Linked DNA regions of Canis lupus: region 2 is linked to region 1. Evidence: chromatin contacts called from public Hi-C data. All regions are on one chromosome and are shown on one strand. The core of a region is the stretch at or near the end of the contact, and the rest is flanking DNA. Distances in the headings are between cores, read along the strand shown. Region 1 holds the start of RAP2B (ras-related protein Rap-2b). Region 2 overlaps LOC119865316 (a long non-coding RNA gene).

The links. A called contact is a pair of places that touch in the nucleus more often than the background predicts.
Region 2: a Hi-C map of blood shows a contact between it and region 1, with 5 times the contacts expected there. The contact joins the enhancer-like site here to the promoter of RAP2B in region 1. A contact is called at or near these places in 3 of 9 Hi-C or Micro-C datasets (all in blood).

The regions. Positions count from the first base shown.
Region 1 is chr23:48,051,661-48,057,610 of UU_Cfam_GSD_1.0, reverse strand. It overlaps RAP2B (ras-related protein Rap-2b), which reads right to left and starts at 2,973. Exons shown (of 2, transcript XM_038570198.1): 1 at 2,368-2,973; 2 at 2,281-2,332. The coding sequence starts at 2,923. The coding sequence ends at 2,372. It overlaps LOC119877426 (serine/arginine repetitive matrix protein 1-like), which reads left to right and starts at 3,178. Exons shown (of 5, transcript XM_038570205.1): 1 at 3,178-3,359; 2 at 3,736-4,024; 3 at 4,203-4,477; 4 at 5,173-5,400. The coding sequence starts at 3,178. It overlaps LOC119865433 (a long non-coding RNA gene), which reads right to left and starts at 2,212. Exons shown (of 3, transcript XR_005377227.1): 1 at 1-2,212.
Region 2 is chr23:48,147,216-48,152,738 of UU_Cfam_GSD_1.0, reverse strand. It overlaps LOC119865316 (a long non-coding RNA gene), which reads right to left. Exons shown (of 3, transcript XR_005376746.1): 2 at 2,561-3,905; 3 at 1,880-2,426. Among named protein-coding and RNA genes, the nearest start is that of RAP2B, 95 kb to the right of the region's middle. Within about 2 kb of position 3,303, at least 3 of the 20 cell types and tissues checked have an H3K27ac peak or open chromatin away from gene starts, as enhancers often do. A contact at or near this core is called in blood, where this site is marked.

The sequences.
Region 1 (5,950 bases), core at 1,724-4,223:
TAAGGGGTCTATCTTATTTTTTCCTTTCTCTTCTTTTTTTTTAATATAATGACCTATTTTCAAACCAAAACCTCAAGTATTAAGACAGGGTCTGCAACCCACACAAATGCACTGCAGAAAACCCTACTAGGAATGACTTCAGAATTGGAAATCATGTTCCTCAAACATGTTTTTGACTTTGTATGTGATGTAATTAAACAAAAACATTAATAAAAAAAAAAAAGAGGAAGAAGAAAGAAAGACAGAAAGCAAGAAAGAAAAAGAAAAGTTAAAAGCACTACCCTGCCTGGTCAGGTGACTGGTGACTTCACCAAATCTAAGGCAGTATTAGGAGTTGGTTTCTCCCCTTCCCTACCCACAGTGAGGTAAACTGCTCCCTGTCAGCAGAACAGATTCAAAATCCTGCTTATCTTGTAGTCAAATGGTAATGGCCATACCCTCAGGGCTTCTTAGACCTTTAAGATTTTTTCCATATTTACGGGAGTTGGAAGTAATGTCACCCAACTTGTCACTGAGGTATTTCTGCTGGGAGCATCATGCACCTGCTGCCCCTATCCACCTCAGCCTCGATACTGTATTAAATCACTGAATATGAAACACAGAAACACAAACAATAGTTTTGGATTTGTTTCTTTAAAAATGACATCTGTATTAAAAGTCTTAAAATGGAGAGACAATGATTAAACGCGTGTCTGGAATTAAAAATTACAATTAGTGAGAATTCTCTTGGTACATCACAACAGGAAAATTTTGTTCTTTGCTTCTGGAGGAACACCCTAGAACAGATAACCCCAAAAAATTTTTAAAAATAATACAAAGGGGAGCTAAATACCTGAACATTTGAACAAAATGAAGCCAGATAAAAAAGAAAGAAAGAAGGGCAAAAAAAGAAAAAAAACAAAAAAACAAAACAAAACAAAATAAAAAAACAAAAAAACAAAACAAAAAAAAACAACCAAAACCATTGCAAGACATGGAAATTACATTTTAAGGGCTGGAAATAATAAAGAAATTCACCAAACAACAGGCCCTATTGTCCTGGCTCCTTCAGGAAGATTACAGAAAGGAAACTAGGAAGTGGTTTGGGGAATAGCAGATTCTGGGTTATGGTGGGAAGTTCACAGGTTGGCACCGGCTGGAACAGCTGAGTTTTGAAGGCACTCTGCAGACACAGGGGTGCTGGGGCCCTGAATCACATTTTTGAAGTCTTTGTACTGTATTTTAAAGAGCTAGTCATCAAAACCTGTCACTGCCAACCAAAAAGAAAAGCTAAACTTAAAAAAAAAAAAAACAAAAAACAAAAAGAAACCCAAAGAAACACACACACACACACACACACACACACAGTACACACAAAAATGTGCAGATCTGTAACATTTTTTTTTCACAGCTGATAAAAAAAAAAAAAAAATACTACCGTTCTCCCCCAGACTCCCCTTTGATACAGTAGGTAAACAAAATAGATTTTTTTTTTTTCCACAAATATCAGCAGACACTTTCTGGCACCCCACACTGCATTGGCATCAGTGTTTACAGTCCCAGTTCAGATGTGCATACTTCAGATTGGATACACTGTAACAAGAATCCAACTTTGCATAGACATCCTTAGAATCACAATCAGTCACAGGGTTGCCCTTCCAAGCTGGCAGAAAAGGAACCCGATCTTTAATTTCCAGCTCCTCCTGGAAAAAAAAAAAAAAAAAAAAAAAAGGAAAGAAAAAAAAATAAAAAAATAAAAAATAAAAAAAGCCAACACAAAAGTTTCTTCCCTTCCTCCTGTCCTGCTCCTTCATTTGGTTCTCCCGGACTTCCTTCCATGTGGAACTACAAAAAGGGGTGGTTGGAGGCAAAAGAAAAAAAATAAAAATAAAAAAAAAAAAAGGAAAAATTGCCCCCTCCCTTTCTACCTCCCCACCCCATTTATTTATTTATTTTTATTTATTTTCTTTTTCTTTTTTTTTTTTTTTTGCAGGCTGAAACTTTGGCCCGTGTCGAGCTGCCCACACAGCGCCCTAACGGCTCCTTACGCGGGGAGTGGGGTGGAAAAATCCGCGTCTCCCGGGGTCCACGAGCAGCGTGCATGCAGCAGGAGCCGCACCGCCCCCGGGGCTGCACCGGGGCTGCACCGGGGCTGCACCGGGGCTCGGAGGGGGAGGTCAGCGGAGGTCGGCGGAGGTCGGCGGAGGTCAGCGGAGGTCGGCGGGGGTCGGGAGCCGGGCGGTGCAGCCCAGCCGGGCCCCCGGCACCCCCGCCCCCGCCCCGGGGCCGAGGCACAGCGGCCCCCGAGGTCGGCGCGGGCGCAGCGCATCCCCCCCGCGGGGGCGGGCGCGGGGGCGGGCGCGGGGGCGCGGGGCTCCCGCGCGCGGGCGGCTCAGAGGATCACGCAGGCCGAGCAGCAGCCCTCGTCGCCGTTGGGCTGCGCCGCGTAGTTCATCTGCCGCACGATCTCCGCGAACAGCTCGTCCACCGAGGCTTTGTTTTTGGCCGACGTCTCCATGAAGGGGCAGCTCCACTCCTCGGCCAGGGCCTTGCCCTCGCCGTACGACACCTCGCGCTCGCCCTCCAGGTCCACCTTGTTGCCCACCAGGATCATGGGCACGCGCTCGTACCGCTTGACGCGGATGATCTGGTCCCGCATGGGCTTGATGTCCTGGAAGCTCTGCTGGTTGACCAGGCTGTAGACGAGGATGAAGCCCTGGCCGTTCTTGATGTACAGGTCCCGCATGGACGCGAACTGCTCGGTGCCCGCCGTGTCCAGGATCTCGAGCACCGACGGCGACGAGTCCACCTCGATCTCCTTGCGGTAGAAGTCCTCGATGGTGGGGTCGTACTTCTCGATGAAGGAGCCGGTCACGAACTGCACGGTGAGCGCCGACTTGCCCACGCCGCCCGAGCCCAGCACCACCACCTTGTACTCTCTCATGGCTCCGCCGGCGCCCTCGCCGCGCCCGCCGCGGCCCCGTCGGGGGTGCGCGCCGCGGGGCGCCTGGGCTCGTCGGCTGCACGACCTGCCCCCGGGCTCAGCCTGGCGGCGGCGGCGGCGGCGCGGCGGCGACGGCGGCGGCGCGGGAGGACAATGCCGGCGGCCCGGGCGGCGGGAGGCGGCGGCGGCGGCGGCGGCGGCGGGCTGCCGGGGGGGCTGCTGCTACGTGCGCGCCGGCCCGGGCCGCGCGTGGCATGGGGCCCCGCAGACCGTGCGCCCACCGCCGCGGCCCAGCGCGCTCTCCCCGCAGCCTCCGCGGGGCGACGGCTTCCTACTCGCCGCGCGCAGCCCGGCCCTCCCCGCCCCGGCGAGCATGCCCAGTGCGCCGACGGCCTCGCCCGCGCCAGCCGCCGCGCCGGGTTTTCCGGGGGGCCGGGCAAGGGGGCGGGGCCGCGCGCGGGGGGGGCGGGGCCGGGGCGGGGCCTCCCCAGGAGCGGCCTGCGAGAGGCTCGGGGTCGGCACGGGGGGCGGGGCCTCGCGCGGGGGCGGGGCTTGGGCCGCGCTGGGGGCGGGGCGAGGGCGGGGCCTCCCCGGGAGCGGCCTGCGAGGGGCTCGGGGCTGGGCGCGAGGGGCGGGGCCTCGCGCGGGGGGCGGGGCCGGGGCCTCCCGGGGAGCGGCCTGCGAGGAGCTCGGGGGCGGGGCCGCGCGGGGGGCGTGTCCGGGGGCGGGGCCTCCCGGGCCGTGCGAGGGGCCCAGGGCCGGGCGCGGGGTGAGCAGCGCGCGTGGGTGTGCACGGGGGCGGCTTGGTGCAGCGGGGCGGTGGCGCCGCGGCGTGGGCTGCGCGCTCGGCCGCTCCCGTTGTCCCGGGCGCCGGGAGACCCCGAGGGCGTGGGAGCGGCGCGCGGGGCACCTGTGCCCCCTCCCACGGCGCGGGCCCCGACACGCTCCCGGCCCCCCACTCCCGTCGTCCCGCACAAAGGGGCCCGCGGGGGCTCCGGCCGGCACAGGGGAGCCTCCCGGAAGCGCGGAGGCCGGGCCGACCCCCAGCCGCACGGCCGCGGCGCCGGCAGCGAGCCCGGGCATGCTCAGTGGGCGGAACAGGTTTTCGGGCTTAGAAATAGGAAGCTGGGGCCCGCGCAGCCACCGCGCGGCTCACATTACCTCTCCCGGCCTCGGGCCCCATTGGCCCCGCCGCGCCCGTCTCGCCGCCCCGGCCGGGGCCCCATTGGCTGCCGCCGAGGCTCCCGCACTTGCGGCCGCTTCATTGGCGGAAAAGTAGCCTCGGCTCGCGATTGGCGCCTGCGGAGCTCGAGCGGGGGGCGGAGGCGCAGCTGTTCTTTCCCCGCTGCTCCCCGCCCCCCCCTCCCGCTTCCCCCGACCTAGTCGTTCTGGGAGCCCGGGGTGCAAAAAAAGAAGAGGAATTAAGGCGGAGAGCTCGGCGCTAAATATAGTGCCCCGCTGGCGCTGCGGGGCGAGCCTGGCTGCGCAGCGCCCGGAGGCCGCGGGCGCCCTGCTCCCCCCGCTGGGCCCGGGCTCCTGCGGAGTTTGCAAAGTGTGCGGCTGGGCGGGAAGTGGGGGGACGGGGGCGTGCAAGGGGGCCGCCCGGACTGCGTGCGCCGCCCGCTCCGGGTCCCGGGGCGGGGGCGGGGGCGGGGATGCCCAGGCTTGTCCTCCTGCAGACGTCTGGGTTTGGGGGCGGGCCGCCTGCACGTCGGGCTGGGCTCGCGGCCGCGGGAGGGGCGGGGGCGCTGCCTCGACCTGCCCCAGCCTCCCTGCCTCCTCGCCCGGGGCCGGGACCCGGGACCTGTCGGGGGGCCCGCGTGTGCACGAGCCCCGGAGCCGGGGGTGCGGGGGTGGGTAGGGGGGCACGAGCTGCGTCAACCCCCCCAGCTCCGAGTCTGCACTTTTTTTTTTTTTTTTTTTTTGGTTTTGCAAGCCGAGGCTACTCGCGCTCGGCGTGCGCTTCGGACGAGACGCGCCCGGCTGCGTGGCGAGCGCTGGGTTTGGGCCCCGGGTCCGGCCACGTTCGCGGGCTGACCTGCCCCGAGCCGCGGAGGCGCAGCCCCAAGTCCCCACCGGCCCCGGCGGGACGTGGGTGCAGCCGCCGCCTGGGGGGTGGGGAGGGGAGCGGGGTGCTGGGGGGTGCCGGGGGGTGCCCGCCCCGCCCTCACGGTGGAGCGCAGACAACGTGTTTTAACCTTGACTATCAGAGAGCCCGCCTCGAACTCTGTGCTTATGTAATCCTCCAGGAAAAAAAAAAAAAAAGAAGAAAAAAGCAAAGAGCACCCCACCTGTCAGAGGCACACCCACCTCCTGCAGCAGAGGAGAAGCCCCGCAGCACTGACCAGCGCTGAATGTCTGCAGAAGGTCCCGCACGGCTCCTCCGCGCCGCCTCACAGGCCTTGTTACACCTGTTTTAAAGAGGAAGCAACTGAGGTCCTGGGATGTTGGGTGACTTGCCTGCGATTTCCCAGCGGGTGAGTGGCCGGGCTAGGACCCCGGCCTCCCTGTTGGGCTGCAGAAGCTGGCGTGTGCCTCTCGGGGCCCTACTGCCTCCTCTCGGGGAAGTCCCCAGGTTGTACTCTTGCTTAGGGTCAGCCTTGGGGCCTGAGGTCAGACTGTCTCCACCCCAAGCGAGAGGGACCTCTGCCCACCGCCCCGGGGTTCTCCCCTGGTGATGCACCCTCCCGCAGGGTCAAGGAAGCTGAACCTGCTTCTAGGCCAGGCTCCAGGGAGTCAGAATTCTGGAATCCTCTGCCCAAATAGGACTTGCTTGGAATTTTGAACTCAGTCCTGTGTCCAGGGATGGCTGTTTGTTGGGCTGAGGTGTGCACTCCCAGGTGCTGTGGGCTCCCAGTGGGTGCAGGAAGGGTCCTCCATGGAGTCAGCTTTGCTTCCCTTCCCCTTTCCAGCCTCCTCCTTGGAAGAGTCCCGAATTCCTGATTCACACCATGCAGGTCCTTGTAAGGAGGTATTTGTCAGGGTGAGAGGACACATGGATCCTATTTTGTTAACAGTTTGCTATCT
Region 2 (5,523 bases), core at 2,054-4,553, 95 kb before region 1:
AACTTCAAGGTAGCTATTTTTAAGATTGTATTTTTCTTTCCAAAGCCTTTCTATGCTTTATTTTTCATAGTTGTGATCAAATGATATGATGTTTTACATTACATTATGTAAATTTTCCACACTATTCAATATCTTAAATATGATTTTAATAGCTATATAAAATCTCATTCTTTAAATATGCTCTCATATCTAACTATTCCTCTTTCTGTGTGATATCTTTTTAGCGTAAATCCTTTTCTTCATTTGTAATTATTTATTTAGAGCCCCACAAACACAATTACTTGGTTAAAAACGATTTGATGTTTTAAGGGTTTTGATATATATTTGCAAATTGCCATGTGATAAGCCATTTAAAGTATTTGAAATAGAGCTGACGGGATAGAAGAATGCTTCATGTGGTAAGGATATTTTTATCTATTTATTTGTTTTAAACATTTTCCTGCTGATGGTTTGTCTTTTAAATATATATATATAATTATATATATATATATATGGTCTCTCTCTTTTTTTCTTTTTAAAGATTTTATTTTATTTATTCATGAGAGACAGAGAGAGACAGAGAGAGGCAGAGACACAGGCAGAGGGAGAAGCAGGCTCCATACAGGGAGCCGGACGTGGGACTCGATCCGGGGTCTCCAGGATCAGGCCCTGGGCTGAAGTCAGCGCTAAACTGCTGAGCCACCAGGGCTGCCCTGTGGTCTCTTTTTAAATGTAAAACTTTACATTTTAATCACATCTATTGATCCTTTTGTTTATAATTTCCTTTAATACTTTTCATCTAATGAAATCCTCCCCCAGATAGATAATTAATTTTTTCTTCGATTTCCCCATTTAATAGCTTAAACCATAGACTTGAAGTTATTTATAATCCCACATGATTTAACAACATTTTTCTTTAACATTCTACGTATGCTAATGAATCTTATGATCTGGATGAAAATCAAAGTTATTAAGATTAGTTTAGACCTAATCAAAATTTGCTGTGTGTCTAGCTCAAAACAAAAAATACTTCAGAAGTAATTTAGCTGCATTTCAAGATTAGTTTGGCTGTGTTTTTTGTTTGCTTTGTTTATTTTTTCCTGATCAACTAAAGTCTCCCAAAACTACAACCGACATGAAATCCTGGGAAAACAGGGAGAAGTTAGGCTGTTTTTAGATTATTAATCTTTGACTCTTAGATATAAGAAATGAGAAGAGGGCTGGTTTATTTAAAAAAAAAATTTGATAAGCAATAAGGTTCATTTATTCCATTGGTAGGACAATCATCTTGATAGGAATCCTTGAACTCAGAAGGCCTCTTCAGGATTATTTACTCCAGCCACCGACTGTGATCATGTTGTGGTGTTAATACAGCAAAACATTTTAGTTTGGTGGCTAACTGAGCCAAGAAACTTGACAGAAAGGAAAATTTTCCTTATACCCAGACTAAGCAACCAAGTCAGACATTTCATAAACTCACAATAAAATGAAATTGCTATAAAGTGAATCCACCTAATAACAACAACAACAACAACAAATAGGCAGATAATAATGATTGGAATATTGTCCCTGGGAAGAAGCCTTGGTCTGATTCTAGTTTTGCTCTGTTGATGAATCCCCTCAGGGTAGGATACTAAGGCGATAAGCGAGCTCGCAGTTCTACCACGATTCAGTCTCAGACCGCTTTTGTGGCATGTATTTGAAATACGGTTAGCTCATCCGTAGAATGACTGTTTTACTTTAAAAACTACCCCATTAAAATGAGAGTTTGAAAATCAAGGACACTAAGGAACTTTTCTGAGCCCTCGAACAACAATACTTCCTAGGATTTATAGTAAATCACATTTCCAGTGACTATATCGTAACCACCAGCACTTCAGAAACAAGAGATGAATATGTATGTACTCTAAAAGAATTACATTTATTAGATACATTTTAAATGAACAATAACCAAAAGAGAAAACCCAACCTGAATATGGCTTTAAATTATTTGGTTACCCCCCCCCCCAAAAAAATATTTGGTAACCCGATGCTGATAATATTTTTACATAAGTTCCATTACAAAAAATAACTTGATTTATTAAATAAATATGCATAGAGCACTTCCTATGTGCCAGATCCTCGGAATATATCAATGAATTAAATAAAAATTCTTACCCTGAACCTTGTAAGGGAGCTAACTGTTCAGTATCTTGATTGTCACACACATGATGGTCACACAGATCTAAATGCGCGATACAATTGGTTGGAACTAAATACACACAGAAATCAATTCACATAAAATAATAAAATCTGAATAAGGTGGATAAAGTGTATCAATGTCAATTTTCTGACTGTGATGTTGTACTGTTGTTTTGGAAGACGTTCCCACTGGAGGAAACTGAGTAACTGGTATACAAGATCTGTTTGTACCATTTCTTCCAATTTGCATGTGAATCCACAATCCTCTGAAAATGAAAATTAAAAAAAAAAAATTTCTTACCCTCAGAGCTTAAATTCTAGTAGCTGAAGACAGACAAAAAGTAGCAAATATAGTAAATAAGTGAATTGTGTAGTAGGTTAGAAAGTTATTAAATGTTACCAAATATATGTCAAGAGACGGGGAACCAGCAGTATCCTAGGTGGATTGTGAAGATGATATTTGAGTAAAGGCTGAAGAGCTTGGAGTTTGCCTGTGGGAAAAGCGTTCAGTGGAGGAACAGCCACTGCAAAGCCTTCTAAGGTAGGGATGAACTTGAGTGTCCAGGAGCTGCAAGGGGCCAGCCACCTGGAGCAGAGGGAGAACAGTGGGGGATGAGGACAGAGAATGATGAAGCACCAAAGGGTGGGGGACTTTGGAGGCCGTTGCAAGGGCCCCGGCTTTTCCTCTACGTTGGGAAGGCTTCAGAGGGTCATTGAACAGAGTGACTTATTTGTAAAGGATCACTCTGGCTCCCACATCACAAACAGGGTATAGATGAGTAAAAGTGAAAGCATAGAGACCTGTCAGGAGACCAATGCAGGCACCCGGAAAAGAGAAAATAGTGGTGGATAGGAAATTTAATGAGAACTATGACAAGAATCTAGCAATTTGCTAATTCTGTGCTAACACACACCAGGGCCTCATACGGCAAGGACCGTCTCCACAAACTTGCAGTGTATTTCCAAGGCCAACTGTGTAGAAGGAGATTACGTAATGCCTAATTTGCATAAAACGAATTTTGCTCTTTATCATGGGGCATCACAAAGATCCCCTTTGTAAATGGTCTTTTCTTGATGCAACACTGCAACACTTCATGAGAGCCTTGCCCTACCTGATTCAGAAAGCTCCTGCTCCCCTCACTGCCCCTTTTCTGCTTGTTTGGAGCCCAAGGGAAACTCTCCGGCTACAATTTTCTGGCCTGATTGCCTGATTGAAGCCTGCCAGGTCAGGACGGCCGGCTCGGTCACTCTGGCTCCCTCTACTGACTCGAAAAGGGGGCCAACAAAGAAACCAGATTAGATTCATCAGCCCCGTGTAATTAGGAAGAAAAATCAAAAGAAGGAATTTTTTTCTGTATGTTATCCAAGTGTGGTGTTACCCAAGGTAAACATGTTTAAGGCATTTGAAGAACACAGATGTCTGCATTGCCTATGGTTTAGAAACCAAACATTCCTATAAGCTGAACACCAGAGACACTGGGCCCATTCAGTCCTCTCCAGCCCATTATTTCTCTGCATCATTTTACTCTGAGTACGTTATGGGGGCTTTAGTGACTGTTTATATGGTCCGTAAACAATATCTCCTTAAAATCATTAAAACAGGTCCACTTGCTTGCCACAGAACAGGTGACACTTTGAAACAATTCAATCTCCTCGGTAGTCAAAAGCAGATGTTCTTTTGAAAATGTGGTTTATCCTGAAGTACTGCCAGCCAGGTGGGAGAGTTTTCGTACAATTAAACGTGCCTAAAGGTGAAGAAAAGAAGAAAAAAAGGATTATGTGGCTGGATAAAATAAAAAGCAATATTCTATGCAAGGAACTCTTGAAAGTAACGGGAAAAAACTGCATATTCATAGACTGAAAGATTGCTTCTCTTTTCTTTTGAGCCACACGATTTGACAATGAAAGTGTTTATTCATCTGGTCCTGGATATAAAAAGAAAGTAATCTCAGCACCATTAATTCTATGAAAACCTCCACATTTTAACATCTCTCAACCATAGGCTGTGTTTTCCTTTGTTCCTAGACATCACAGCAGGGGGAGTTGCCTCCTACATGAAACTTTCTTCCAGCTAAAAGGTATTTCACGTGATAGAATGTTTCTTCACGCTTTCCTAGATGTCAGTAGTCTTTAAGAGGTGAAGCCAAATGAAGGTTTTTTAAAATTTCTGTGACTTCCTAGCCTGCTCACAAATTAATCTGTAATAGTAGATCATAAATCCGACTTTAAAAATAACCTAAGGAGGAAAAAAAAAAAAAAACATTTATAACTGAAAGGTGCAGATTTCACAAACTCAGTTTTTCACATAGTAACGAATAAGTTGGTTATACAACATTTATGTGCACATTAATTTTGTGAATTATTTATTAATTCAAAACGCCATCATACTATATCACCTTAAGGGTGATACAGGTTGAGACTTTAAATGTGGATCAATAAAATACTGCACCCTTTGGACGCATTCATTATATTGTCAATATTGATAAGAGACCTTCAAAATCTTTTAAATATTCTGGAAAGAACGCTGTACTTAAAAGTTGTCATAGAACGTTGTTGCCTTGGCTTATTCAGCACCTGATGTTTATAGCATAATATAGGCTTTTCAATTTTTAAATAATAAAAAAAAATGATCTCTTGTACTACTCTTCCTTTCCATTGTGTTTCTCCTCAGAGCAGGAAACTTGTCTTATTATGTCTCTATCTGAATAAATCTTTTATAATGAAGTACCCCAAACGCTTGTCGGTTAACACCATCTCCAAAGGGGGGGGGGGGTGGAAATGCTTTGATCTCTACAATTTAAAATGGATCTCCTCTCTCCCTCTTTGCTCATCTCCAAGCAAGAGAACACATCACAGCAATCTGCAGCTAACTCTTCTTCCACCACCAACTCTATTCAAACTAAATGAGTGTGCTGCACTTCCTCGGCCAGTCACCCTTCTCCCATGCAGTCATCCTCACATGACATTTGCAGTAGTCCCTGAAATGACTCCGTTTTCAAGAAGCCAAATCAGAAATCCTTACCCACACACTCCATGTCCTCTCAGCCCCGTGCCTCACCCGCTCAGCCATCCCCTGCTGTCTGCAGTAGTCCTGCAAGCATTAGCCCCCCACTCTGCAAACGAAACCTCATTTCCCTTCGGTTTTCCAGTAAACCAGATCCATAGGCCTCACTTAAGATCTTCCATTCTTCCCATCCACCAGTGCGTCCTCTCACCCTGCTTCTCCAATGGAAGTTCTGCTACTCCAGTCTCTCAAACAGGAGGCTGGCCATCAGGGGCCCATGGGTTACAGTGTGAGGCAGACACAGGCCCGCATACAGAAGGGACCAAGGCTTCATTGCTGTCTCATCAGCAGTATTTCCT